Regions from separate parts of the Mus musculus genome. Here all the other regions are linked to region 4. A link is a contact called in public Hi-C and promoter capture Hi-C data. All regions are on one chromosome and are shown on one strand. The core of a region is the stretch at or near the end of the contact, and the rest is flanking DNA. Distances in the headings are between cores, read along the strand shown.

Region 1 (4,449 bases), core at 1,392-3,891, 2.8 Mb after region 4:
GTGGAAGTTGATTGCACCCTGGTTATGAACCCTGAAGTAGCTAAACAAGACCATCTGGTTAACAACAGACAAAAAAGAAAGGAAAAAGAAAAGAGAAAGAAAGAAAAAGAAAGAGAAGCCTTTTAAGCCTGACTTATAAATCTTACAATGATCCATTTTTAAGCCCAAGCTAAATTTATAGTTTATGTGCAACATAGTGTTTAAGAGATAATTCCAGACTCCTGGGTTTTACAATCTAATAATTATCTGGTTTTACTACTTAAGTAGCTCCAATTAAACAAATAAATGCCAACTTCGTATTTCAGTTTGCAGAGTTACCACTGAAACAAAATAGAAGACTGACTATCCTGGGAGAATACTTGGGAGGGAATAGTTCTGAACTTTCTGAGGCCAGAACATACTGGTCTGAGGGATGTTTTAGGGAGTTACAGATGATTTCTGTTTTAGGGTTTGCTTTCCCTTTCCTGGTAGTGTTTAAATCACCAGTATTAGATCAAGATCACTTTTAATCCCATGCTCCTCAGTTGGTGTGTCGGAAAAAACCCATCATTTAACTTCTGTGTGCCACAGTTGCTACTTTGGGAAAATAAGTGTGCCTCGGAGCTAATGGGGAGAGTTAAGTGTGACGGACTTGTATCGCTTTACCCATCATGCCTCTGCTTCAGCATCTCCTACACAGAATGACTAATTCTCTCCTGAAAGACAGTTATCTTTCATTAGCTAAATAGACTTTATGACAGAGGGAAAAGTGGCTCGCTTCTGCTATGGTCAACTCAGGGTGCCCATGTGTGAGTTGTTTACTTGGGGAGCATAGCGTTTTTGCTGGTGAAGTTGTCTACAATAATAATGAGATGATGGTGATGATGGTGATGGTGATGATGATGATAAATAACCATGTATTTCTATTGCTCGGCAAAGTGTTCAACTCTGGGCAGACTCAGCCAAGTGGAAAGCATTCCCCAGTTGCAGTTTCTCACCTGCAGTGTAAATCATCAGTCCCCATGATATTTTCTTTCCATAAAGAGCAAAGCGAAACATGATGAGGTCACTGAACCAAAGTGACTTTAGATGTCGTCACATGTCCTCACCTTCTAGACTACAGCACTCAGAGTTCACACCAGCTATTTAATGTCCCAATGATGGACAGAGTTAATCCTTTCTCTTTTCTCTATAACACTGTCTTGATTCAACAACAGGGAGAATGGGAAGGAAAAAAAAAAAAACAACATTGCAGGCTTGATACCATGTATCCCCATCACTTCCAAAAAGATTCTGTTCCTGCCAGGTAGAAAGCTGCATCATTTCTGACTGACTCCTAGAGCTTTCCTTTCTTCTGCCCCTCCCCATAGATGTACGAAATGGAAAGCTGATAGGAGATGACAATAGATATCTGGGTCTTTAGACTGCTGGAACTTCCCCAACAACTATCACTCATGCTTTGGCTCACAGCTTTTGAACAAGATTTATAGACAGGGAACCAGTGGCTGTTAGCTACAGCCTTCTATCCCAAAGGAAGGGCCAGAGGCTACATACCGCAGAGGGAAGCCAAGTTAGCCCCTAGCTAAGTCAGTTAACTGGCTCTGTTAAGTCACCTTACCAAAACGAATTTTTGAAATGACACAGTCCTTTAAAAGTCGAGGACTCATGTCTCTTCACCATTAAAATTAAAAAAAAAATTTTTTTTTAAAAAAAAGGATCGTAAGTAAGTACCGCCAAGTCATTGCCATGAACTGCTACTGGGCCAAGTCCCTTGGAAACTGCCTCATTAGACGGGATGTGCTGAGCAAGGCATAATCATTTTGCCAAGAGTAACCCCAGAAACCGTGGTGCAAAATGCAGTGGAAAATAGAGCTGCCAAAATTATGAGCAGGACATTCTGTAAGCGTCAGGGAAAATAAGCCAGCCGGAGCCTTCATACTTTCAGACCCGTTCAACCCCAATAAAGAGTTATCCAGAAATGACTAACAGCCATTTATTCATAAGGATGTGGGAATTCTCCATCATCGCGCCTATGATAGTGTCTGGGTTTTTAATCTGCTTCTACCGAAAGGACCTCGAGCAGACAGCTTCCCAGATCAAGTGCTTAAGGCAAAAATCTGAAAAGGTGCTTTTAGAACCTGTCAGAGACTCAGCAGTTCTGACTCTCCTTATTATGGCTCCCCAAGCTGGCTTTGGTCAGGCAGAGACCTGCGACTTGCCTGCTGCGAGGCGAGTTAGACACCCTCTGATCTCTGGCGGCGGCTCCTATGCTAACTCTACTCCACCGCCTTCCGCCACCCACAACAACTTTCAGAACCATGCACCAAGAACTAGTGGATCTGAAAGCGCATGTCTGCTGGCGGTACACCCGGGGGAAGCCTGGAAGCGAGATCAGACGCAGCTCGGCAAAACCAGACACACAAGGGATCCCTGCCCAGTTGTCAAGGTGGGAAAGGCGCCGGCCGGCACAGCTGCCTCTAGCTTCTCAGGAGACGGCGTACAAGGCACTCTTACCTTGTACTTCATCTCGGCGGTGATCTGATGAGCCCTGGTCCTATCGAATCACACAGTGAGTGAGGCACTGCAGAGTCCGCCCCTCCATTGAGCGCTGGGCTGGATGGAAATGAGAAGCCTTCGCCTCCCGCGCACTGCGGAGTCTCTGAGCTCACAGCCCAGATCCAGACCAGCACGGCGCGGGCCTCGTTTGCATACCGCGCCGCCATTGGCTGCTGGTGGCGGTGAAGGTAACGCCTCCACCCCGCCCACCTCTAACTTCTGAAACCCTCCGACAAAGAGCGTGTAATACGATCATTTCTTTTCACGTTATCAAAAGGGCGGAGGAGAAAACAGAAAGTGGGGAGGCGGCCCCAGCCACCCGGAGAAATAAAAATATAAAGAGGAAAGACATAGGAACCAGACAAAGGAGGTACGTTCCTTTTGAGAGTAACCTAAGTTTTAAAGAATCCGAATTCACAAAGCAGTCTGACGATCGCGCTTCCTGTGACCTAGCAACTAGTTCATAAACCCATTTCATTTCAAAGCCATTCACCTTACAATCTCTACATGAAACGAGCTGGAGGAACAAAGGGTTTTCTGTCTCCAGTACCCCCCCCTTTTTTTTTTACTAACCACCCCTGCTGATAGCTCTCTTTCCCTGTCTTTTCTCTTCCCCTTCCCTTTTCTGTGGCTGCTCCCCTCACCCCCAAGTGTTCAAAGTACTTTGCTAAGTCAGTCTGCTAGGAGCTGGAAAACATTTCTTTCTCAATGAAAAGGAACTCACTCATAAGCACCAGGCCTTCCCGGTTCTTCTCACTAGGACCTCCGAGGATAAAGGATAGGTGGGAACCCATGCAGGTTCTATAGAACACACCCGATACATCACGCCTGTCCAGCCAGCACTCTCCTCTTTGACCGCTGGCATTGCCAGATTCCGCTTTTGAACACCGAGGCCTTTTCCTTTTGACCTCTCTCCCCCAAATGACCCATTAGCCCACTCACACTTATTATTCAGGGAGAACGCTTCTGTTTGATAAGCCTGGTTTAAAAAAAAAAAAAAAAAAAAAAAAAAGAACAGCCTCTTTCAGGCAGAGCGCGGGACATGATTTGTAGAGCGGTTCCATTCTGAGATTTCTATAGAGAAAGAGAATCACTCAGGAGAAGACAGGCTTTTCTTTTCCTCGGGCCTCAGGACTTGGAGTATTCAGGACTATCCCCCAGTTGGGATGCATTCCAGCCAGACTGCACGACTCGGGTGGAAAAAAAAAATCAGCTCTTACTTCTTTCCTGACTAAGGTAGTCCAGAATCAGTTTTGCCTCCCCAATCCCCTTCTAAATTTCCAATGGATTAAAACTTTTGAAAATAAATGATTTAAGCCAAAAGCATAGGAGAGCAGATGCCGCATAAAAGTGGTTTCTGGGGGTGGGGGTGGGGGTGGGGGTGGGGTAGGGTTTACATTGACAATTGAATCCACATTTGGCTGCAGCTTGGAGTTTGCTCTACAAGATGTCCCTGGCCACCTTCGTGAAGTTGACATCCCGGTTCAGGCCCCTTCCAGGTCATGGCTTTTACTTCCTGATCTCAAAGCCGAATTGAACCTGTGTGATTCGCAAGGTCTTTTGTACACAGATTAGGCACGAAGCAGATTGCGGTAGCAGGATCATCCTGGCAGCCCTGAAGATTCACACTAGGGACCTATGTTTGTAGGACAAGTCAAATCTTTCTCTCTAGATTTGTCCTGGTTCCCCAGGAGACAGAGATAGCATTCCTTTGACTTCTTCAGCAGCCAGGCTGAATCATGCTTAGATGAGTGGATTAAAGCAAGGCTAACCCATTCAACCTCAACATTGCCAAAGCCTGTGCTAGGCGTTTGTGAAATTGTCTTCTCAGGGTAGATGGCTTGATTCCTATCAGGCAAATCGATACACATTCCTTAACTTTGCAATGCTAGCCTTATAAAATGAGGACATAAT
Region 2 (4,296 bases), core at 1,031-3,530, 2.4 Mb before region 4:
GCAGGGTTCACAGGGTTTCGATACATGGTATCTGGAAAAGGAGAGCACCTGATTCCTGTGGAAATTACATCTGTGTGAGGCACAGACTACTCTCTGCGTGCGTGTCAGCACACAGCTGCTTGTGTTGAAGCTCAGTCTCAATTTTCTGTGAGGCACAGCCTACCTTTCTGTATTGGCTCTTAAGTCACTTCCAGATGGAAGTTTAGGACGAAAAGGCCCCTAAGAGGCTGTGTAGTCCAGTGAATTAGTTTCATCACCAAGAAAACTAAGTCCTTGAGGCCCAGTAACTCTAAAGCTGCATATTCTGTTAGGGTTGCTATCAGTGTTTTACAGAACTTGTTTCCAGTTGGGCCCCCCAGTGTGAACCTCTGCTTAGTCTCTGTTTATTCAGTCCATTTTTATTCTTGAGACAGACATCTTCTAGACTGCAAGGAACACTCCAAGCATTTACTTCCATGTTTCCTGTCTTCCATCAATAGTAAGTAATAACAGGTATTTGTGGAAACTCCTACCAGGAGGTTTAGTGTTTATGCCCCCTCTCCTCCAAAGCCAATGTCATCACATAAAATCAAAACCTATGTTCGGCTGGGTATGAGCTCACTTGTCCAACCCATGTGCTATTCTCAGTTGACACGACAACTATTATTTTCTCAGCAGGTTTCTGAAATATGAATTACTGCTGGGAAAGTTGGTGCATCTGTTCACAGACTAAAGTAGTGCATAGCCGGACGGGTAGCTCAATCCCTAGAGAAGGGTGCACCTAGAACCAGGTCTGTTTCAGGAGTTAACTGCCAAGACACCCAGCCCATGCCTGGGCAGCTGTGAAGGACAGCTTGTTAAGTACTTGAAAGACTTGGGAAATAAATGAAAATAAGCAAACTGTCTGGAGAAAATGAGCTGGTTTCATCAGATTCTTATTCTTAGATTCAATCTCAAAGGATTCAGGTAATTAATCAATAAGACACCAAATATCAGAAAAACCCTAAAACTCTACAGAAATGTTGGGTCAGAAGTTTCAAAGAAGCAGAAACTGTGAAGGTGGAGGTTCTGAGGTAGAGTTTTGTGTGTGTGTGTGTGTGTGTGTTGTTTTGGTTTTTTTGAGACTGGGTTTCTCTGTGTAGTTCATGGTGGCCTCGATTTCAGCGCTCTGGCTGCCTGTGCCTTCCCAGTGCTGGGGTTAAAGGTGTGCACCACTACCATGTGGCAAGGAAGTATAAGGGACTCATACAAGTAGGGGAATAGGCCAAGCAAGGAAAGAAATGGGGCAGAGTTAAAAATGTAAGTTTTAGTGCATTTAAGTGAGGTGCACGCATAGTAACTCATTAACATACATTTTATAACTTAAAATAAATTTAAGTTTTAAATGTTTTTGAAGAATTGATGCTCCTGTCCTCTTGTTATAGGTCCTAGACTCTAGGATCTAGCAGTAAGATTTCAGTTTGGCGAGGCTGGATAAACTAAGAATTCAGTTTTTAAAGGCTTAGCAACTCATTTTACCTTTAACATGAATATGTAGCCCCTCTCCACCATCCTTTAGTAAGAACGTATCTGATACTTGGAACCAACGTCACGAATTAAAACACTAGTGAAATGAAAGGGGGCCCTAGAGCAAGCCTTCAGTTTTGTGTCCACGTGGTCTAGACTGCCTGCTTCCACTCTTGTAATCTCAAGGCAAGATATAGGTATGCCCTAAGTTTCCTTGTCCTAGCTTCTCACTGGTAGCTTCGCGTTCATCACTTTGTACCGCAGAAACAGGACACTGTTTAATGGTCCTAAAGCCCCTATGTGGGTGTCAGTTCAGGGAAGGTATCCCAGCATTTGAAGGGCAAGTCCTTGGCTCCTCCCCTCCAGGGCTCTGAGGGTCACACCTGGGGGTGGACAGTTGCACGTGCGCGTCATGGGAGTGGAGCCTGTCACTTTCACAGGTTGTGGCCGCCTGATCCGCGACCCCCGCAGACAGAGCTGGGCACCCGATTCCCGGCCCTCCCCCCGGGTCACCTGTAATTGTAGGCGCTGAAATGCTTGCTCTCTCTCATCATCGCCCGGTACAGATCTAAAACTTGTGCGCGGCTGGAGGCTGCCATGTTGAAAATAAACAAAAACAAACAAACCAAAAAACACCCTAACAACAAAACCAAACAGGTCCTTCTTCGTAGAAGCCCCAAGTTTAACTGAACCCAAATGTCAAACGATGCAAAAAAAAAAAAAAAAAAAAAAAAGCACGCTGGAAGGCAGGAGAAGAGAGGCTCCGCCTGGCTCGCGCGCGGCCTGGCTCGCGTCCTGCGCGAGAGGTGGCGCCGCAGGCAGGGCGGCGGGCAGCTAAGGGGTGGCGCCCGTGTCCTGGAGGCTCCGCGTTCCTCACAGGCTCCTCGGGCGGCAGGAGGCCGAGCCGTCCAGCCCCAGGCTCGCTCCTCGGGAGGACAGTCGCGGGCTCGAACACCAGGGCTCAAAGCCTCCTCCGCCTTTCGAACCGCCCGGGGGCGTGGCCGAGATCCCGGTGTCTCCTGACACCACGCCCCCTACACCTGCCTAGGCCCCGTTGCCTGGGTTACGAGCCGCGCTCCCCAGCCCTGCCCCTGCCCGGCTCGGCTGTCTTTGGCGCTGCCTGACCTGCTGTGCACGAAAACGAGGGTGACTTTGCTTTGGATCCGTCTGGTTGGCAGCCTGAGTTTATCAGTGTCATCGTGACTGGGGGACGCAGCGCCAGTGGTGCGGAGGTAACTAGCTGGCGACTTCCTGGCGCACCGGCTTGTCTTTGGGCGAGCGGCTCAAGGGACCTAGGGCCCTGGCCTCTTCCCGTCAAGATGGCGGCGCCCAGCGCGCCCAGCGTCTCGGTAGCCAGAGGTTAAGCTCAGTGACGGCGGAGTGAGTGTGTGGCCGCTTTGCGGACTTCGAAACGCCCGCGTTTGGTTTCCCCGGCGTACGCTGGGTGAGTGCTGGCCTTGCTGCAGAGTAGAGGTGTCAGGTCGCCGACTGTTATGCACTTTGCATTCGGCTGTGACTTCCATTTCCGGGATCTTCACTAAGGGGCTACACTATTTTTTGTTTGTTTACTATTTTTTCTTTCTTTTCTTTTCTGTTTTTTTTTTTTTTTCTTTCCTGTTTTTGAGACGGGGTCTCGTTTTGTAGTCCAGACTGCCCTTGAGCTCCTGGTCACAGATTTCCCGGTGCTGGGATTAAAAGTGTGGGATGCACTACTGTTTTTGTTAAGAGCACGGTTTTGTAGTGCGTAAACATAAATAAACAAACAAGCACATAAATAAATTAGATGTCATGATTAATAAGGGAACCCTTAGGACTTTAGGGGATTTCCTAGACATCATTTCAGACCCAAGGCAAAAAGAGGGTTTTTCTCAGCTTTTAGCTATCACGGACCAGCTTACTAAAGTACTTAAGTTTTTGGGTTGTTCCTTGATCTTAGGACTGTGCGAAGAGAAGCTTCGAATAATTCTGGTTCTTGTGTTTGGAACTCACTCGTTAGTTTTGGAATATTGTTTTATATTAAGATGGTGCAACAAGCCACTACCTGCAAATTCTCTGTCCCTAAATACAGCAAAGAGTCATTTTAACGATAAGACGGAAGTCAATTTACCATGCCTTATCATTTGTTTTGGTGTATCAAGCTTTCATTCTCTATTCGAAACAATCTGTGTTTTTCTGGATCACATGTTTGCAACTTGTTGTCCTTGAATCTAAGTATACCTACTCGTCTTGATGTAGTGGCAATCAAAGGTATTGACGATACAGTGCTTTTATAAAAACACTCTTAAGCCCCTGTTTGATTTTTGTCTTAGTCAAAATAGATTTTTAAATTTCAAATTTAATTTTTAAATAAATGGAACAGAACTTGCCTTTTGTTCCCTTTCTGTTTGTTTGATCAGGTCACTGACTCAAGTTTAATGGGATCCATTAATATTTTGAGTTTTACTTGCAACTTTCTAAATGGCTGACATCTGTAAAGTAGGTTTTCCCCTTGTTGCAGAGTCAGAACAGAGCTGTGGTCTCTTGAGGTAATAGAATATTGATTGCTATTGATAATAATGCCCCAGGAAAACCTACACATTAAAAGTTACAGGTAGACAAAATTACCAGAATGAGAAGGAAAAACGTTTTAAATTACTTTGATTTGTCATAAAAGAGTGGGGAATATGTTTTAAATGTATTTTACTTTCATCTTGAAAGTGAAATTAGGATAATTACTGTATGCAGTTGATGCCTAATTACAAAGGAGTTAATTACTAATGTGTACAGTAATGTATCGACCTGGCTTATCTTTGTGTGATCAAATGCAGCTCA
Region 3 (4,448 bases), core at 1,606-4,105, 2.4 Mb after region 4:
GTTTTTTGCTTTTTGCTTTTTGCTACTGTGTGGTGTTTCTGTATGAACTCATGCCTTCTCAAGATCTTCCCCGAGTAAAGAGTAATGATTAATTGGGGATGAAGAACAAGTCCCAGACCAATTATGAAAGCATAATGAGGAATGTGTGTGTGTGTGTGTGTGTGTGTGTGTGTGCGCGCGCGCGCCTGCAGCTCAGCAGAGGGAAGAGGTGGGAAGGAAGCTTCCACCAGTCGGCCGCCCGGTCTTGCCTGGAGGTGTTCTGCATGTGATCTTTCTGTGTGCTTCTGAGTAACAGGATGAAGCCCAAGCTGTTTGCCTTGCTTTTGCACCAGTATCTAGGTCTTTCCTGCCTCCCTTGCAGCAGACTGGGTGGGGCAAGAAGAGGCTCTCAGTTGTTAGATTTTGTTTTTGTTTTTGTTTTGTTTTGTTTGTTTTTGTTTTTTGATTTTTCTCTATCTTGCTTCCCCCCCCCCCCCTCGCCAGGGTTTCTCAGGGTCAGGTGAGCTCTATCTTGTCCCTCCTTTAAGGAAAGGCCAAATGTACTGAATGTCCAAAGGACAGGCCTTCTCAGTCTCTGTTGATTGACTGCTTTTTATTCTTTCCTTCTTTTTTGGCAGTGCTGAGGATTGAACTCAGGGCCTCCTCGTGTTCTGCTCCTGAGCTGTCTCTCCAGCCCCAGTTTAAAAACTATTATGCTCTCATTTCCCCCTTCCCTCTCTCTTTTTAAATCTCTATTTTAATTTCTGTTTTGAGATAGGGTCTCATTAAGTTGCCCAGGCTGGCCTTGAACTTGATATCCTCCCTGCCTTAGTCTCCAAAGTGCTGAGATAGCATGACCGTGTTAGGTTCCAAGTCTAGTGTTGTTTCAAATAAACAATCGTAAACAGTACATCTACATCTTGGAGCTGTGTTCTATATAACTTAATAGCTTAATAACTCTCTCTCTCTCTCTTTCTCTCTCTCCATGTGTGTGTGTTGAACCCAGGGCCTCGGGTACTAAACAAGTACTTTACCACTAAACAAGTACTTTACCACTGAGCTATATATTCAGTCCTCCGAAAGAAGTCTTGAACAGCGTTCACCACATAAAGGGTTCTGTGTGCAGCAGAGAGAATGTCTTTAAGATGGCCCCAGGGAAAGATAGACTTGTCTAGCCTGATTAATTGGCTAGGTCAGGAGTAATTGCTTCCAAAGTGAGGACCTGGGGCATGGTTGCTAAGGCTGCAAGTATCAACTTTGTCCTTGACTGAAGGAAAAGGCAAGTAGGGAAGGCTGCGACGTCCTGTTTCAGGAGCAAAGAGCTCACAGTCTCCATTCTGGATAAGCAGGCTGGACTGCAGCCTGACCAGAAGTACCAGGTAACAGGCATCTTCAAATATGATAGCTGGTTTTGCAAAACATTCTCCTAGAGGGATTTGTAATCTTGGAACTGGGAGTTGGGGAAATTGGTCCAAGGGCAGGCAAAAGAGAAACAATAGCTACATTTTTGAACCTGTGAACAGCATCATTGGCAGTTCTGGATTGAATTCAGAAGCATTCTGAAAATTCTTATTTTGGGCAGTATCTGTATATCGTAATAAAGTAATGTCATTAGTGTTTCTCCACCTCCCCTCCCGAGTCTGCACAAATCTGAACCTCCGTGCTATTGGCCAGTTGGAAAGGGTAATGTAAACAGATTCAGTTACCATAATTAAGTTATGTATCTGTGTACCGAATGCTTTGTCAGGCTGCAACTATTTCAGTATTCATTCTAAGCCGAGGGCATTGCCAAAATGAAATTACTGATGACAAAATTACCCTCTGTTGTTAAGACACAGCAGATGTAATAACCTAATATTTAACAGTGTTATTTTTGAAAAAAAAAAAGATGAAGACAGAGATAGAACTGTCCTTTGCCCTACACCAAAGAAGATAACTTGAAGGAGAGTGAACCACTTTACAAAATGGCTGCATTTTCTTTCACAACTGACCTAAAGGCCCAGGGGAGGGTTTCTCAGAATATTTGTTTGATGCAGGTGCAGGAAGAGGATTAGTAAGAGGAAAGAAAAATAATATATAAACAGGAAAAACAAAACATGTAAATAAAATCTGGACGAATGAAACTGTAGCTCAGGACATGGCATGCCATTGGGCTGGAGTCTGGGCGCTTGGAATCTCAAGTTCCTACTTGGAAGGACTCTGCATGCTGTGCTAGTCTAGACTGCAGAAGGAAGACTGGGCACCGAAGGGCACTCTTTCTTCACAGGCTGGAATGCAAACTCATTTCCCATTGCAAGTCAACCCACAAGGTACAGACTCTCACTTGAGAAATGCAGACAACTAGCAAAGGAAAATGGAAAGGCAGCCCCCAGTCCAAAGGACACTGCTTAAAACTGCATCTAAATGTAGGTGGTGGAAAGCTGGGTTGTGAGTGTGTAGATCCTGAAAACCCAGCTCTTGGGAGGTAGGGGCTGGAGGATAGTTCCAGGTCAGAATGGATTGCCTGAGACCCTGTTTTGTTTTGTTTTGTTTCGACTATAAAGTCAAGAGTATAGGAGAGCTCCCGAGTGGTCTCTGGGTGCTTAAACCCTTAAGGTTCTTGGTTGAGATGTAGATCTGAACGTCCTTCGCGGCCAGGATTCAACTCTTTTCTGTGAAGTCTTCAGGTCTCATCCAAATTAGACCGTACAGTTCACTACCTGTACATTCTGTAACACCAGGGCAGAGGCCAGAGTACGAGGAGAGGGGGGTTTAAGTCAAAGTCACTCCCCCCCCATCCCCCCCACCTCTGCCCGGTCAGATCCCTTAGGACCGGAACTCCTCCTCCTGGGAGCTCATGTTTTGGAAACTGGTGGGGTGGGGCCAGAAAACATTACAATGGAGCTGGGATGGAGGAGGTGTGCTTTTATTTCAGATTGTGTCATTCGAGTAGAGTCTCCCGAAACAGCCACTAACAGAACCGAGGCTCTTTTAGATCCCCTGGGTTGTTAGCCTGGCACACTGGGGAGAGTAGGTAACACAGCAGAAGAGAGAGGCAGTGGAGGAAGGCAGGAAACCCTTCACACGCCTAGCCCGGCTCATCCCATCCACTTTGGGGTTTGCCGTGCCGATTGTAACAAGAGGAAAGAGCTAGCAGAAACCCCCGAAGGAAAGGAACGAAAGGGGAGGTGAGAAACTCAATTGAAAAAGAGGTAGCAGGGAGAGTAAAAGTCAGCAGATGCAAACTGGGAGGCCAGAGGAGGAGGAAAAGGCTGGGCTTCGGCAACCTGCTGCTAGGATTTAGACAAAGGAGGTTTGAGAGAGGCGGGATCAGATTCTAATATCTGCTCCAGGAGAGAGCTCGCTGCTGGGCTCCGGGAGACAAAACAGCCGCAATTCACACTGACTGGAGCATGTACCACAGCGAGAGCTCCCAGGAAAAAGTAAGTCCGAGAAGGGATTGGCCAAGCTTGACGGACTCTGACATCGGAGACCCTCTTTGAGGCATGCCTCCGTCCGTGCGTTACTTCTTCATAGTGTCTGTGACTACTGTCATCGTTTTTATTGTGCTCTACGTGTTAAGTTTTGGAGGAGATCAAAGCTACCAGAAGCTGAACATCTCAGACTCGGTGATGCTGGCTCAAGTGTGCTCATCTTTCATCGACGGGAAAAGCCGGTTCCTGTGGAGAAACAAACTAATGATTCACGAGAAGCCTTCTTGCACAGAATATGTGACCCAAAGCCACTATATCACTGCCCCTTTATCTCAGGAAGAGGTCGATTTTCCTTTGGCGTATGTCATGGTCATCCATCACAATTTTGACACCTTTGCAAGGCTCTTCAGGGCAATCTTCATGCCTCAAAATATCTACTGTGTTCACGTGGATGAAAAGGCAACAGCTGAATTCAAAGGTGCCGTGGAACAGTTAGTGAGCTGCTTCCCCAATGCCTTTCTGGCTTCTAAGATGGAGCCGGTGGTCTATGGTGGAATCTCCCGGCTCCAGGCTGACCTGAACTGCATCAAAGACCTGTCCACCTCCGAGGTCCCCTGGAAGTACGCCATCAACACCTGTGGACAAGACTTCCCCCTGAAAACCAACAAGGAGATAGTTCAGTACCTGAAAGGGCTTAAGGGGAAGAACCTCACTCCCGGGGTGCTGCCTCCAGCCCACGCCATTGGAAGGACCAGGTACGTCCACCGGGAACACCTAAGCAAAGAGCTTTCCTACGTGATCAGAACCACGGCTCTGAAGCCCCCACCTCCCCACAACCTCACCATTTATTTTGGCTCTGCCTATGTCGCCCTGTCGAGAGAGTTTGCTAACTTTGTTCTCCGTGACCCACGGGCGGTTGATTTGCTCCATTGGTCCAAAGATACTTTCAGTCCCGATGAGCATTTCTGGGTGACGCTCAATAGGATTCCAGGTATGTGAGAGTTCATGGTTCATGCAAAGGAGAGGCCCACAGACCTCTTTATCCACAGGTCCACA
Region 4 (4,103 bases), core at 1,069-3,568:
CACCCAGGAGGACTAAAGAGTCCACTGCTTCTCTCTAACTGGCATTTCTGGTTTGGAGCCCTTGTGGATACAGCACTACAGAGACTGCCGGCTGTATTCAGATGTGGCCTGGAGCCAAGTGACAGAGCAAAGGCACCTAACCTTACCTTTGACCTAACTGTCCCTAGGTTCAGTGTGACCAGATGCTGGCACCAGATCAACAGCAGGAGGACAATCCTGCACCCACAAAGCTTAGAACAAATACAGAGACAGGTCAGTGCCATCACTACACAGTGTCCTTGCCCCAGCATCACACATGGACAGTGAACATTCCAGGCACTCACGGTGAGAAAGAAGTGGGGAGAGGACCCAGCGTAGTCTACCTTGAGTACCATGTTGTTCTTAAAATTTTGAAATCTTAGCACTCTGTAGGCTGAGACCAACAAAGTCATGAGTTCAAGGTCAGCTTGGCTACACAGAGAGATCCTGCCTCAACTTCCCCTTAAAACATCAAAAACCCAGCCTTCAAAGGCCATGGGTGGGCTCCTACATCTCTCTAATATTTTTATCAGAATAGCAAGAAGCAAACAATTGAAGGCTTATCCTAGAGAGCAGCCTCGACCTAAACGTCTGTAAGCCATAGAGTTAAAAAAAAAAAAAAGAATCTGTGGTGTATACCCCAACTGGCCAAGACTAGCTGGTTATTCATTGCATATATTCTAAACTTAAAACTCCATCAGCACTCCAGAGAACCTAACCCTGCCTGCATGTCAACTTTTCTCATAAAACTAAAAACCCTTAGATTTATTCCACCGAAATCAACTCCAATTAAGTCCTGTGGTGTACTTAACTGGAATCACTACTTTGAGACGACTTGTGCACAGAGTAACTATTAACGCGACTGACTGTGGCAGACTCCCAGTCTTTTTCTTTCAATGGTAGTTCTACAGACTCAAGTGGCTGTTCTTGGGAATGTAAAACAGTGTATCCCATTCCTGCATTCTTAACTGATAATGGCTGTGAGCCAAAATGATCCCCTCCCCCACAAAGTTAATTTAACACTAAACGAATTGAAATGCAGTAATAGCCCGCTCTAGGGTTATGGGCAAAGTTTCTCCCACTTTAGAAAAATACAATCACTGACTACATTGGATTCCACAGGCACATTTTTCTTAACTGCTTAACCCCCTGTCCTTAATGAGTCCCTACTGAGCTAGAGGAAGAGTACTTTGCTCAGCAATAAACACAGCCAGAACATCCCACATCTCAAGAGCCTGTGCTCTAAATACCGCTTTCTGCTGTGGACCGGAGAACTTCTTTCTCTGAGCATCTAGGCCCCAGTAGCAAAGCACTGCTATGTCTAGACTAATTCTTGGGGTAGTGAGGTGCACCAGGAAGCCCCAACCGAAGAATGGAAGCCTGAAGTTATGACTTTTAGGAAGAACAGTTCGACCTCACACTTTCCAAATGACCGGGCCCCAAATGAGAACAGGAGGTGAAAGAGTTAAAGGCCTTGAGAATACAGCTCACATCCACTCCAGCGTGCAGCGGAGACTCCAAAACTGGCACCTCGCTGGACTCCAGGGGCCGGGGAAGTCTCAGTTCCCGACCTAGGCTATCTTTTCCTACCCTCGACACACAAAGTGGGCAATCACATCTTGAGGGGGCCTTAGATTTCCAATCCAACCCAATATTGATGGGCCAGCAGGAAGAACCCTTCAGGATAGGGCACGTGGACGCCGGGCTCCCGCCGCGTCCGGCCAGCACAGGAAGTTTGGGGAGCTGGGCAGGGGACAGAAGCGGGGGATGCCTGGACTCCAGCAGTGTGGCGGGGTGGAGAGGCTTTTCCGGGTCTCCCCTCGGGGCCCGCCCTTCCTAGCTCGCAGGCCGGCGGCTAGCGCCACGTCAGCGGCGAGGCCCGAGCGCGGCCCACGCCCCCGGCGCAGCCTGCGCGGCCTCGCGCCCTCTCCCCGGTCCCCGGCTCCAGGTCCCTGGTCCCCGGTCCCAGATCGGGCTCCGCCGGCCTGCTGGAGCTGCAGTTACCAGGGCGCGAAGAACATGACGAAGTGCGCGGCGCTCTGGATCCCGTGCGTGAACATGTCGGCCGTATACAGGTGCTTGGCGTGCGGGTCCTGCTCGACCCCGCTGTCCGCTTCCACCTCCTGGGCCCGGGCGCCTTTGCGCGCCCCGAGCAGCAGCAGGAGCGTGGCCAGGGCCGGCAGCCCGGCCAGCGGCTGGAGGAGGCGTCCTGGGCGCGGGGGCATCGTGGCGGGGCTGGCGAGCTCTCGCTCGTGCCGCGGGTCCCCTCCGCGGCGCCGCTCCCGCCCCGGCTCCTCCCACGACCGCAGAGCCACGCCTCAATCACGCCCCCGCTCGCAGAGCCACGCCCCCTGTCCCGCCGGCTCACCTAGCAACTTGCTGTCTTCTGCTGAAAGCCACCAGGAAGAGGTCGCTTAGGTCCTGGGGTCCTTGTGCAGCACCTCCAGCGCTATCTCAGTCCGGTTCCCTTCCATCCCGCTGAGCTCATTCTCCTTCCCAAGCTCCTCATCAGCCTTTCCCTGCTAGGGACGAAGAGGCCAAGCTGCCAAGCTATGGAACAGTGGCAGCTTCTGTTGATAACTAATCAGACACCAAGAGACCCGAGAGTTTAGGACCAAGCTGAGCTGCTGTCAGCAGAAAGGAGGAAATCAGGCAAACGTGTGTGGGGTTTGCTCTTGCATAAGTCAGATTCTTAGCCAAAGCTCAACTGTGATTTGAGGGCCTGGCCTCAGGGGGTGTGATGAAACCACTTCCCAAGAGCACCTCCTCTGTTATCCTGCCCTGCCTTCACTTTGAAAAGGAAAGGCAGTCAAAGTGGCCCTTCCTTCAGGCCCTGGCTAGTGCCCTGTGTGCCCTAACTCACCCTGGATAGGAAAATGAATGGCAACAGCTGTTCTGGGTGAGAGCTAACGCCTGGGCTGGGGCGCATGGACCCACGCCAACTCTTGAACTTTAAGTCGGGTGGCAATCTAAGCTCCCTGCCCTGCCTTGAAAACCTGGAGCTAAGTTAGGGAGAACGAAACAACCACTAGACACTTGAGAGAGGTCCTAGAGCTATGCTCTGTACCGATGAAAAGGAAGCTGGCATCATAAGACATATATATGGTGATCTTTTATTGGGAAAAAGCAACGGGCATAGTAAGAAGAGTACATGGCCATCTTGTATTGGACTTCTGAGCAACACTTCTGAAAATCACCTGATCTTTATTAGCCTCAGCCTCCCTAAACCAAAAGCCTGGGTTAGCAACAGTTGGGGGTGGTGGTAAAGGGAGGGGCAGGGAAACTCACATCATCTGTAACTATTCTCATGTTAGGTTCGTCCACCTGTAAATGTTTAACCATGGTTTTCCAAACACCAAACTGCAGCATCTCTTGCTTGCCCCCTCTCTCCCTTTGTGCCCTCACATTCTGAGTAAGCACAGTTCAGCCAAACGCTTCTTCCGGCTTTCCTAACCTGAACAGACCTAAACTTGCCCATCGCAGGAGAAGTTCTATGAGCATCCTTTGCCCACGTGATTTTGACTATGGCAATTTGTTGCTCCAACTTGAACCAGCACACCAACTCTGCCCAGTAGCCTTGGCATACAGACTAAAATAGAAATCCCTGATGCTGTCCTTGAAGGCCTCCTGTGATGTGCTCTGCCATGCCTCGTGTCCTGTGAGGCTTGCTGGTGACCAGAAATCCAAGAACTCTTGCCATGTCATCTGTACTGTCAAGGTCAAAGCTTTATGCTCCTCAATACTTCTCTCACTTCATTGCTAAGACATCGCAACAGAAGGTACTATGTTTATAATATCAACTCCTTTTTCACCTGCCCAAAGCTGTGTGGTTCCAGATCCCTTTGGGGGTCAAATATCAGCTATTAACATTATGACTTGTAACAGTAGCAAAATCCTAGATTTGAAGTAGCAATGAATAGTTTTATGGTTGGGGTCACCACAACATGAGGCCCTGCATTAGAGCGTCACAGCATGAGGAAGGTTGAGAACCACTAGCACAGACCATAGCTCTTGGAGCCCTCTCGAACGCTGGCTGTTGGTTGATGTTTCACTCTTGCGTCTCGTGCAGTTGAGACGAAAGGCAG
Region 5 (4,265 bases), core at 609-3,108, 2.7 Mb after region 4:
TCATCCAAACCTTGATTCAATAGTTCCAGGGTAGTTCTGACACGTGCCCAGAGCATCCTGCACATCTGAGATTATTCTTTGCGAGCCACAGTTTTGGAGGATACATTATAATCCACTTGGGAGCTTTACAAAAATCTACTTTGCCTGCTCCTTGCCCTGAAGACTGGCATTCACTCTGTGGGGATAAGAGATGGGCATTTGTAGTTTGAGTTCCTTTTGGTGAGTCAAATGCACATCAGACTTGAGGGGTTGGAAGGGAGGTCAAGTTTATCTGGCTCTTGGGGGCTGCACACACCGCTCTTCCTATGTAGACGCTCTTCCTGTAGGTCTTTCCATGGTTGGATTTTTCACTCAGGACTCAGATCAGATGTTACTTCCTCAGGAAGTTCTTTCTCGATGACTACAATCTCAACACCCCCATGTTCGCCACAGTGCTTTACTTATTTTCATTGGGGATTTGCAATCCTTGCACACCCCTATTTATGTTATTGTCTGTATTGCCATGACTTTTTTTTAAAGATTTATTTATTATTATACATAAGTACACTCTAGCTGTCTTCTGACAGAAGAGGACATCGGATCTCATTACGGATGGTCATGAGCCATCATGTGGTTGCTAGGATTTGAACTCAGGACCTTCGGAAAGGGCAGTCAGTGCCATCTCACCAGCCCCTGCCATGGCTTTATCCTTGGCACCTCAAAGAAGTCCAGAGCACACAGAAGTGTTTGTTGTATGTGAATGAAAGAGAAGGTAAAAAGGTCTGGATTCTTCCTGATTTCTTTTGAACTAGATCTATTCAAATGTATTCCTTTCAACCAGATTGTAAATCAAACGTGCTCCGTTATGCAAGTGAGTTGGATCATCTGCTAAAAATGAATAAGTTGATTTCTAAATTTATTGCATCGAGCTCAACTCTCTCCACAGGAACTGTATATTAAATCTTGCGCAAAGCCAGTAATGCCTTGATGTATTTTTATGCTGCGTCTTAGCTGGAAAGCAGTTTACACAGTAGGGCATCTGGGAATGGCTAGCACAGAGTTGCAGTGGAAGGCGAAAGCCTTGATTTCTCAGGGAGGAAAGGGCTGATCACCTCTTGCGTTAACAGATGTGGCAGAACTGGGAGTTTTAATTTCAAATAGAAAAAAAGGACTTGAGATAAATACCTTGTTTTTCAGAAGTTAGTTCAAGCAAATGTGGCAAAACCTTTGGCTGTTGGCCAGATGTTGCTTGAATTAAAGGAGACAACAGAACGAAACTTGCTAAACAGGTAGGTGAATTAAGAGCACAGATGTCTCTAAGTCACTCACCAGTTACTTCTGAAGCGTACTATCTGTGAAAACACAACACAACATCTGTTGCTGGGGGAGGGGGAAGGCTTTCCAGATTCTGACGTCAGGGGACTTATTTCCTCACAAGTAACTAACCTTTGCCGGGAGCAATAGGTTGGGTTCAAGTACAACCTGTTTTTCAGGCAACAGCCATCCTCTTTTCCCTTTTGCTCACTAAAACCAATTTTGTATTTGAATTAACGGCTGAAATGTAACTGGCACCTCGGCAGGGAGACAGTCCGACGCACAGTCTTGAGAACAAGAATCAGCAGTCTCTAAGTTGGAGGTGGCGGCTCAAGAACACCAAAGGCACAGGGGACGGGAAAGGAGAGCAAGGAGAAGCCGGAGCAGCGTTGACTCCTGGGAGTGGTAGTTCGTTGCTGGGCGGAGACCTGGAGCTCTCGCCGATCTTTGCACTACATTACCCAGCAGGCCTCGCGCAGCGGCTGAGTCGCTGCGGAGTGGGTGCTTGGTGATGAGCTACCGCGGGGGAGGGGGCGGGGAGCGGAGGAGCAGCTGCAGCGGCCTCGGGGAGTGGTTGACATCTGGCGTCTCCGAGGGAGGAGGGGGACCTCGAGTGAGCTGCAGCCAGGGCCTGGCGTTCGCCGCGCCACCTCCAGATCACTCTTTCCCCGCCTCGACGTCCGCCATGGCAGCGCGTCCGTCCGTCGCCGGCCTCTCCGCTCGCCGTGGCTCCGGCTCCCCGGAGCGATGAGGAGGCGGTAGTGGCGTCCCAAGGCCCGCTCCACCAGCGACTCGGTCGCCCCGGCCGGGGGCAGGTCTGAGGGCCGGTCCCGTCGCGGCCCGCCCCCGCACCGCCAAGTTCCGCCCCCTGGGGGCGCTGCCCTCGGGCACCCGCGGTCCATGCCGCCCCGCCGCTCTGCCGCCCGCCGCTGAGCCCGCGCCCACCCCCCAGCTCTCAAAATGTGGCACAACGTGGGGCTGACCCTGCTGGTGTTCGTGGCCACGCTGCTGATCGTCCTGTTGCTGATGGTGTGCGGTGAGTGGGGGGTAACGCCGGGGGCGGTCGGGAAAGCTCGCGTGGACAAGTGTCCACGGTGATCACCTCGGTGGTCTCGGTGGCCACCGGGCTCCCAAGACCGAGTTTAGAGGAGTCATGCCTCTTGCTCAGGGCAGGTCGCCCGGGCATCACGAACCTTCAGGCTCAGCGAACCTTCAGGTCTGGCATCCTGACTCGAGGTAGAAGCACGTTTCTGCTTCCCCGGCAGGTTTGTCCTTGGTTGCCATAATGCCACAGCCTACCCAGATCTTTCACCGTGGCCTGTATTCGAAGGAGCAGTGATCGGTTTCATCTTTTTATTTGGATGTTCTGAACCTAGTGAGAGATTTCATCACCTTTTGGGTTTCCAGCGCACGTGAAGCTGTTTGTTTACTTCCAAGTTCAGGCTTTAACCAAATTCCCAGCCTACTTGATAATGGGCAGAGCCAAAAAAAAAAAAAAAAAAAAAAAAAAAAAAAAAAAACACCACTGGCGGTAATAAACTTCCAGGGTCAGGGAACCTTATCTTGGTTCTGCTGTCCTGGGGCTGTTTGGTCTGCTGCTGTGTACTTCTCTTCCCAGGAGGGAAGGAACGTTAAACTGTTCTCATGGCGTGTTTTCCATCCCTCTTAATTCGTTATGCACATAGCTGATAACCACAGGTCTCAGCCAGGAGACTGAACAATTGTGAGAGTTTGGAGAGTATTTCAAATAAATGACAGTAAGCACTGGTATTTAGAAGACCAAGTATGGGTTTGAAGTGATGGAGTATTGGGTTAAAATTTTATAAATACTGTAAAGCTTATTCTTACATAGTTAATGCTCAGTCCAGTAGCTATATTTGGAAAGATATGCACTTACATATTTAGACACCTATATGTGTATTTAAATTTTGTCAGTAATGCTGACTGAACCGAAGGCTTCACATATGCTCAGCACATGTTGAACTACATACAGAGCTAGTCCCAACTCTAACATTTTTGGCTAATTCTAGTGGTTCTAGATCTAAAGAATCCTTTTTAAAATCGGGGTCTCACTACGTAGCCTTGGCTGGCCTGGAGTTCACCATGTAGACCAGGCTGTTCTTGAACTCATGGAGGTCCAACTGCCTCAGCCTTCCAAACCCTAGGATTAAAGATGGCCAGTTTTGCCCAGCTGTGGTGGCGCACGCCTTTAATCCCAGCACTTGGGAGGCAAAGGCAGGAGGATTTCTGAGTTCAAGGCCAGCCTGGTCTACAGAGTGAGTTCCAGGACAGCCAGGGTTATACAGAGAAACCCTGAAATACGATGGCCAATTTTTTCTCTTTTTTTTTTCATGACATAAAAAAATGAAATAACATCTCCCCAGTTTCTAATGTGTGAAAAGGGTGATATCATTAATTGTTGTTTGCATTTTTTTTTTTGAGGTGGGAGCCCCACCAGGTTGGCATTGAACTTGCTGTATGGAGGAGGCGGAGGATCTTGAGTTGCTGATCCATAGAGGGCTACACCCAGTTTATTCAATGCTAGGATGGAACTTCAAGCTTCCTGCAGGCTAGGCAATCCACGCCCCCAGCTCAAGGGCCTTGAAATAAGAATAAACAAACCCTTGAGCGTTAGTTGGACACAGGGGTAAAGGCGTGTGTCACCCTTTCTACTCGGAATGAGAGTGTGAGAGTGTGACATACAAGCCATACTACATCTTGGACACAACACTTATCAAACTTGCTCTGAGACATTTTAAGTCCCTGGTTGCTTTCTTACCTTTCACTGGCCGGCGGGCTGCTTAGTTTTGCTAGTTTTTCTAAGTGTCATTAGCTTCAGGAAACCTGAGCGAGAGGCAAGGTCTGATACCTTTAAAACTAACAGCTTTATCACGTAGTCCAAATACTGTTCCTTGTTGGGAAACTAATGACAGGGTAGGGCAGCCCTTTTGTTCTGACTAGAAGGTGGCTGA

What was found. Promoter capture Hi-C pulls out the DNA fragments that hold promoters and counts their contacts. Hi-C and Micro-C count contacts between places; a contact is called where the count stands out from the background.
Region 1: a contact with region 4 is called in a promoter capture Hi-C map of liver, with 2.8 times the contacts expected there. The contact joins the promoter of Nedd9 here to the promoter of Txndc5 in region 4. A contact is called at or near these places in 1 of 39 promoter capture datasets (liver) and 1 of 115 datasets of contacts at active chromatin or transcription factors (astrocytes).
Region 2: a Hi-C map of regulatory T cells shows a contact between it and region 4, with 8 times the contacts expected there. The contact joins the promoter of Lyrm4 here to the promoter of Txndc5 in region 4. A contact is called at or near these places in 4 of 39 promoter capture datasets (hippocampal neurons, liver and pre-B cells) and 1 of 484 Hi-C or Micro-C datasets (regulatory T cells).
Region 3: a promoter capture Hi-C map of hippocampal neurons shows a contact between it and region 4, with 4 times the contacts expected there. The contact joins the promoter of Gcnt2 here to the promoter of Txndc5 in region 4. A contact is called at or near these places in 4 of 39 promoter capture datasets (hippocampal neurons, liver and stem cell-derived epiblast-like cells).
Region 5: a Hi-C map of CD8 T cells shows a contact between it and region 4, with 5 times the contacts expected there. The contact joins the promoter of Smim13 here to the promoter of Txndc5 in region 4. A contact is called at or near these places in 5 of 39 promoter capture datasets (embryonic stem cells, hippocampal neurons, liver and 1 more) and 1 of 484 Hi-C or Micro-C datasets (CD8 T cells).

What each region holds. Positions count from the first base shown.
Region 1 is chr13:41,356,360-41,360,808 of GRCm38.p6, forward strand. Nedd9 (neural precursor cell expressed, developmentally down-regulated gene 9) reads right to left here and starts at 2,642. Exons shown (of 7, transcript NM_017464.5): 1 at 2,494-2,642. The coding sequence starts at 2,505.
Region 2 is chr13:36,115,077-36,119,372 of GRCm38.p6, forward strand. Lyrm4 (LYR motif containing 4) reads right to left here and starts at 2,281. Exons shown (of 3, transcript NM_201358.2): 1 at 1,999-2,281. The coding sequence starts at 2,084. It overlaps Fars2 (phenylalanine-tRNA synthetase 2 (mitochondrial)), which reads left to right and starts at 2,567. Exons shown (of 7, transcript NM_024274.3): 1 at 2,567-2,929.
Region 3 is chr13:40,883,903-40,888,350 of GRCm38.p6, forward strand. It overlaps Gcnt2 (glucosaminyl (N-acetyl) transferase 2, I-branching enzyme), which reads left to right and starts at 2,856. Exons shown (of 3, transcript NM_008105.3): 1 at 2,856-4,383. The coding sequence starts at 3,465.
Region 4 is chr13:38,526,166-38,530,268 of GRCm38.p6, forward strand. It overlaps Txndc5 (thioredoxin domain containing 5), which reads right to left and starts at 2,319. Exons shown (of 10, transcript NM_145367.4): 1 at 2,023-2,319. The coding sequence starts at 2,243. Gm31834 (a long non-coding RNA gene) reads left to right here and starts at 1,738. Exons shown (of 2, transcript XR_382215.4): 1 at 1,738-3,797.
Region 5 is chr13:41,247,986-41,252,250 of GRCm38.p6, forward strand. It overlaps Smim13 (small integral membrane protein 13), which reads left to right and starts at 1,859. Exons shown (of 2, transcript NM_001135577.2): 1 at 1,859-2,329. The coding sequence starts at 2,254.